Regions from separate parts of the Gossypium hirsutum genome. Here region 1 is linked to region 2. A link is a contact called in public Hi-C data. All regions are on one chromosome and are shown on one strand. Each heading gives the region's core, a stretch centred on a gene start, on an enhancer-like site or on the middle of the called end of the contact. The rest is flanking DNA. Distances are from core to core; before and after follow the strand shown. Region 1 holds the start of LOC107920287 (amidophosphoribosyltransferase, chloroplastic). Region 2 holds the start of LOC107918425 (kinesin-like protein KIN-7E).

Region 1 (2,804 bases), core at 151-2,650, 360 kb before region 2:
AAATAAATATTTTCATATAGTACTAAAAATTGGATAGGTCGGTTAATTCTTTTAGATTAATTTATCTTTTTTTTCTTATTGTCACATGGGATAAATTGAATAAAAAATTTAATGACGTAAATAATTATTTTTATTTGTTTATTTTCAAAATTAATAAGGATTAGATTTCTCTCTTTTTTTTATAGGGTCTAACTTGCTCGATTTTAAAATGGAAAGACTTATTATCAGGAAGGATAAATTTAACAATAACTTAAGTAATTGTTCTTATTTACTTACTTTCAAATTTTACATGAACTACAATACTCTCTATTTTTCAATGAGATTAACTTACCCGATTTTGAAATTGAGAGGTAATTAAGAGATATTTTTACCCAAAATAGAAGTAAAATTTGAATTTGAAAGTCATAGTTTTGTTTTTAATCACTTATCTGCGTATAACTATTACGAGTATAATTTTTTATTTTATCGATCTTTAAATAAGAGTAAAATTATGTTTTAGTATGTTTGAACTCACATTTCTTGATTGTTGCAATAACAATAATAACAACTATGCTAAGGCTCAATAAACTCATTTACATAAATGTACAATCAAATAATATAATTAATATATTATTATTTTTAAAATGAATAAATCTTAAAATTATACATAAACTTTGTTTCAATGTACAATTTGATATATGAATTATGATTGTGTAATTATACGCATGAAATTTTGATTGAGATTCAAATGTATAAATAAAATTTTAATTTTAATTCAATCATACACATTTAAAGAAATAAATACATCAATTTATTTTTATATTAGATAAATATAATTATTTTTATATGCAATATATAAACATAAAATGATACTATATCACTAATTATGTTAATAAATTGAGAGAATTGAATTGAATCAAAATTTTATGTATAAAATTATACAAAATCAAAATTAATGGATTGAACCCAATGTGATAGCCTGATGGTCAGGGTGATCACCACTCCAAGTATAGACTGAGTTCGAGTCGTGCTAGTCGTGTTTGTTATTCAAGTTTTACTCTATTCTTGTATTCCACCAAAAAAAAAATTAATGAATAAAATTACATATTAAACTAAAATTCATATTCAATTTTAAAATTTATCCCAAGAGTTTTTTTTATATTGAATCTATTATTAAGATATTTTCCCTTAATGATAGTTGAGAATAGACTAATTAATTGAAGCAAACCGGTCAAAAACAAAATTTTTTAGAACTCGAGTAAATTGTGGGGACAAAGCCACCTCACTAGTCAAAACTCAAAACCCTAAGTCCTATACGCCTATTGACACTGCTTTTCCTAAGCCATCTTTGCTTTAACATAACTCTCTTCCTATTTTCTTTCCCAGGGAAAACACTCCTAAAACAGCAGGGAAACCATCCATGGCAGCCTCTCCTTTGTCTTCTTCTTCAGCTCTCTCAAAACCCATCTCCAAACACCATTCTTTTTCTCTGAACACCCCTCAAAAAGTCACCTTTCCTCTCCTCCCAAAAACCCTTCAAAAACCCTCTTCTTTCCCTTGCAATCATGTTCTTCATCCCCAGAAATCTCAGTTTACCACCTCCTCTAAAAACCCCATCTCTGACTTCATTTCAGCAAACAAAAATGAAGACGGTTTGGTGCCTCCTTTTAGTGATGATGACGACGATAAGCCCCGTGAGGAGTGTGGTGTGGTGGGTATCTTTGGTGACCCTGAAGCCTCACGTCTCTGCTATTTGGCCCTCCATGCGCTTCAGCATCGTGGACAAGAAGGTGCAGGTATTGTTGCAGTGAATAACAATGTTCTTCAGTCGGTTACTGGGGTTGGTTTAGTATCTGAAGTGTTTAACGAGTCTAAACTTGATCAATTACCTGGTGAAATGGCTATTGGACATGTTAGATATTCAACTGCCGGTTCTTCTATGTTAAAAAATGTGCAGCCTTTTGTTGCTGGGTACAGGTTTGGGTCCATTGGGGTTGCACACAATGGAAACTTGGTAAACTACCGAGCTTTGAGAGCTATGCTTGAAGACAATGGTTCAATTTTCAATACTAGTTCTGATACTGAGGTTGTACTTCATTTGATTGCTATTTCAAAAGCTAGGCCTTTCTTTTTGAGGATTGTTGAAGCTTGTGAGAAGCTTGAAGGAGCTTATTCAATGGTGTTTGTGACCGAGGATAAGCTTGTTGCAGTGCGTGACCCCCATGGATTTAGGCCTTTGGTAATGGGAAGGAGGAGCAATGGTGCTGTGGTTTTTGCCTCTGAAACATGTGCTCTTGATTTGATCGAGGCAACATATGAGAGAGAGGTGTATCCTGGTGAAGTATTGGTGGTGGATAAAAAAGATGGGGTTCAATCAGTTTGCTTGATGCCCCACCCTGAACCAAAACAATGCATTTTTGAGCATATATATTTTGCTTTGCCTAATTCTGTTGTTTTTGGAAGGTCTGTTTATGAATCAAGGCATGATTTTGGGGAAATACTTGCTACCGAAGCTCCCGTTGACTGTGATGTCGTGATTGCAGTTCCGGATTCTGGCCTGGTGGCTGCTCTTGGTTATGCAGCCAAAGCAGGGGTGCCATTCCAGCAAGGCCTGATCAGGTCTCACTATGTAGGAAGAACTTTTATCGAGCCTTCGCAGAAGATTAGAGACTTTGGAGTGAAGCTAAAGCTTTCACCAGTTCGTGGTGTATTGGAAGGTAAGAGGGTTGTGGTGGTGGATGACTCAATTGTGAGAGGAACCACATCTTCAAAAATTGTTAGGTTGATTAAGGAAGCAGGGGCTAAGGAGGTTCACATGAGAATCG
Region 2 (3,108 bases), core at 537-3,036:
GAAGGAAGAAAATTTGTTAGAAAAAAACTGTTTTTTCCTCACCAAGTAGTTTAACAAAAGAGACGAAACACCAAGATGCCTAATTGCCAATACCACTACTTACAATTAATACCATTAACGACTGAAACTGCAACCTCCTTGGCTCCTTCCTCGTATACTTGCTTTGTTAAGCAATCACCCCGAAATACTCTATCTGTTCCTAACATATAAAGGAAGAAAAAAGAGACAGCAACATAAGTCTCATATATGAAACTTTATTGAACAAAGCTGCTTCCAAATCCCAAGCATATAACAGAAACAACTTTTACCATGAATGTGTGTAATACAAAATGAAATCAAGATCTCAACAATTAAAGAATATATCATAGAAAAAAAAGAATACTAACTTCAGAAAATATGAGTTAGAAACTGAGAGTTGGCTGTCACTAGTTTAAGGGAATAAAAAATGGTTTGACCCGAAAAATGAAAGAATTTGCTTACCAAATGTATAGGCAGACGGGAATGTGGACCCTTCCCGGAGGGTGTTCCGATATAGGATAGTGTTGTCATTGATGCATTCCCAATCAGCAACTTCATTTGCTATAATTTCCTTGTCACTCAAAGGCCTCAACCTCACCACAACAAGAATCCTCTCCTCTCGAGCACCTGCCATTTGCGCCTTTTGTTCTTTCTCCACCTGCTTTAACTCTTCCCCACCAATTGCCCCCATTTTTCTTTTTCCTACTCCACTTTTCTTGTTACTCACCCTACTAGGCGTTAAGTGAAAAAAAGAGCCATGAATTTGCAGGTTCTCAAGGTTGTTGGGGTTGCTAAATATATATTAAAGCTTAGGCCAATCCTTTCACAACCATAAGCCTATCTGCTAAAAGAAGCTAATCATGATTATAAAATCCAACTAACTATAGAAAACGATCCATAAGTATAAAGACTAATTACTGATTATATCAGCAACAACGAGCTAATTATAGACTTTTATCTAACCAACATGAAAATGATTTGCTTTTTATATTCTACTTTTAAGGTTAAACATCACTTAAATTAACCATTTTTAAAAAACAAAAACAAATGTCAATGAGAACTAGTAGTTAAGATGAAAAGATCTCTTCCTAACCCCCCAAGAAAAAAAAAACACTCAATTTTTAAGTTTTAATTCTTGAAAGAGCAGAAAACTTTCCCTAGTGGTCACCAACTATGCTTAATAGTCAAGCAATGAAAATCTTCAACTTTATAGTTTATACTGATAAATTAATAATAATAAAAAGTTTTACTCATTTTCTCATTTCTGTTTGTTTTGTTTTCTTTTCCCTTGAAACGAAAATGGCGGTTCAGTTTAAAAGAACTAGTACCAACTTTAGTACCAAAACAGTTTCAATTTCCCTCCATTATGCTCTCTGATCTGATTCCATAACCGTATACTTTCCACCTCAAAACTCGAGCTCTGCAAAATCCTAACCGAATAAAATCTAAAAAATCGTTTAAAAATGATAAACAATAGAATTTGATTCGAATAACGTAAGAATCCAAAATTTTCTGGATTTTTTTTAAAAACGCCAGCAGTATTAAGTAGTAACGATTTCTTTAAATGGTCAATTTCTAAATTCAGAAATCAAAATCACCCCCCAAAAAACAACAGTCTTACATACGAAAACAAAATCAATCCACTTGTCAATTTTTAATGAATTTAAATTTAAAACTAAAAATTCATCGAAGGGGAAGAGAAGATACGTGACTTGGAAGAGCAAAAAAGAAACACTGAAGAAGCGAAATCGAAGGTGCTATGACTCTACGCGTCGAATAAAGTTGAAAAAAACGAAAGGATAAAATGGAGAATGTCAATTTAAACCAAGGGTAAAAATGGGACAGCAGGATCGGGAAGGGGGAGCGTCTTTTGAAGTTTTTCTCTTCCTTGCGTGTTTGGGGCAAGGTCAATTACTATTTTACCCTTGCTTTTTGATATAAGCTTGTGTCTCGCCACGTGGTCTTTAAGTTTTCTTGTCAGTTAATGTAACTTTCCATCGCGATGCACCGTTCAATCGACCGCTATATTGTTAAACATCAAAGGTTTAATTATGCTCTCAGTCCCTATACTTGTGAATATTTGAAACTTAGGCTTTCTATTTTTAACTATACAAATTTAGTCCATGTACTTATTTGATTTAAAAACTAAAATCCAATTGATAAAATTTTTAATGAAATTTAGTTAAATTTAAATATGTGATATTCTAAATTAAGGGCATGATTTAAAATTTAAAGCTAAATCAATAACACATTTTCAAATTTGAAGAAAAATAATTAATAGTATTATCAATTGAACTTTAGTTTTTAAATCAAACAAGTAGAGGACTAAATTTATTAAATTAAAAACATAAGGACAAGTCAATTAAACCACATGTGAAATAATAAAATATTTGTGTGCAGGTCTTTAATTAACAATGATCTTGAGTACAATTCTTAAACAACCTATACCTTGTACCCTTATTAAAAAAGCATAAAGATTAATTTTAAAAGTTTGAACAGTAAAAGGACTAAGGTGGGGAATTTAGACTAATGTCAAAATTCCTTTTGGGGTGTTCGATAGAGTTTTGGATTTTTTTAGCTGTTTGGGCACAAATGGAGGATTGAATAATCAAACCCTCTAATTGTAGTGTTTGGTGAATGAAGGTGTGTAAGAGTTTGTTGAGCTAAAATTTCCAAAACAAAAAATGTTGGGATGGGCAACGCTTTTCACGGCTGATTGGGAATGAGATATGTGGAATGACATATTTGACCATGCTTACTCAAAAATTACTCCCTTTGCCACATGCTCTCAAACCTAACAGGAGTGTTAATATATCAGTAGTTTCCATTCTTCTATTTTGCCTTTCATCTCCAAAGTCCAAAGTCCAAAGTAAATCTAAAAAAAAAAAATCCAAGGTGAATCTACAAAAAACAACTATGGAGATTCATTTGCAAGATGATTTCATCCATTAAGGTTAGTTCTTTCTATGCTTTTAAATTGTTGTACCTTTTTTTGGCCTGTATTTTTCAAAATTTTTTGTCCTTGTAAATCGATCTTTTTCCTCCCTATTAGTCGATTTTTTCCCATGTTAAGATATTATGGGATATTAT

Evidence for each region. A called contact is a pair of places that touch in the nucleus more often than the background predicts.
Region 1: a contact with region 2 is called in a Hi-C map of leaf, with 1.9 times the contacts expected there. The contact joins the promoter of LOC107920287 here to the promoter of LOC107918425 in region 2. A contact is called at or near these places in 4 of 34 Hi-C or Micro-C datasets (anther and leaf).

The regions. Positions count from the first base shown.
Region 1 is chrD13:24,448,964-24,451,767 of Gossypium_hirsutum_v2.1, reverse strand. It overlaps LOC107920287 (amidophosphoribosyltransferase, chloroplastic), which reads left to right and starts at 1,400. Exons shown (of 1, transcript XM_016849908.2): 1 at 1,400-2,804. The coding sequence starts at 1,400.
Region 2 is chrD13:24,094,045-24,097,152 of Gossypium_hirsutum_v2.1, reverse strand. LOC107918425 (kinesin-like protein KIN-7E) reads right to left here and starts at 1,786. Exons shown (of 13, transcript XM_041108915.1): 1 at 481-1,786; 2 at 104-199. The coding sequence starts at 709.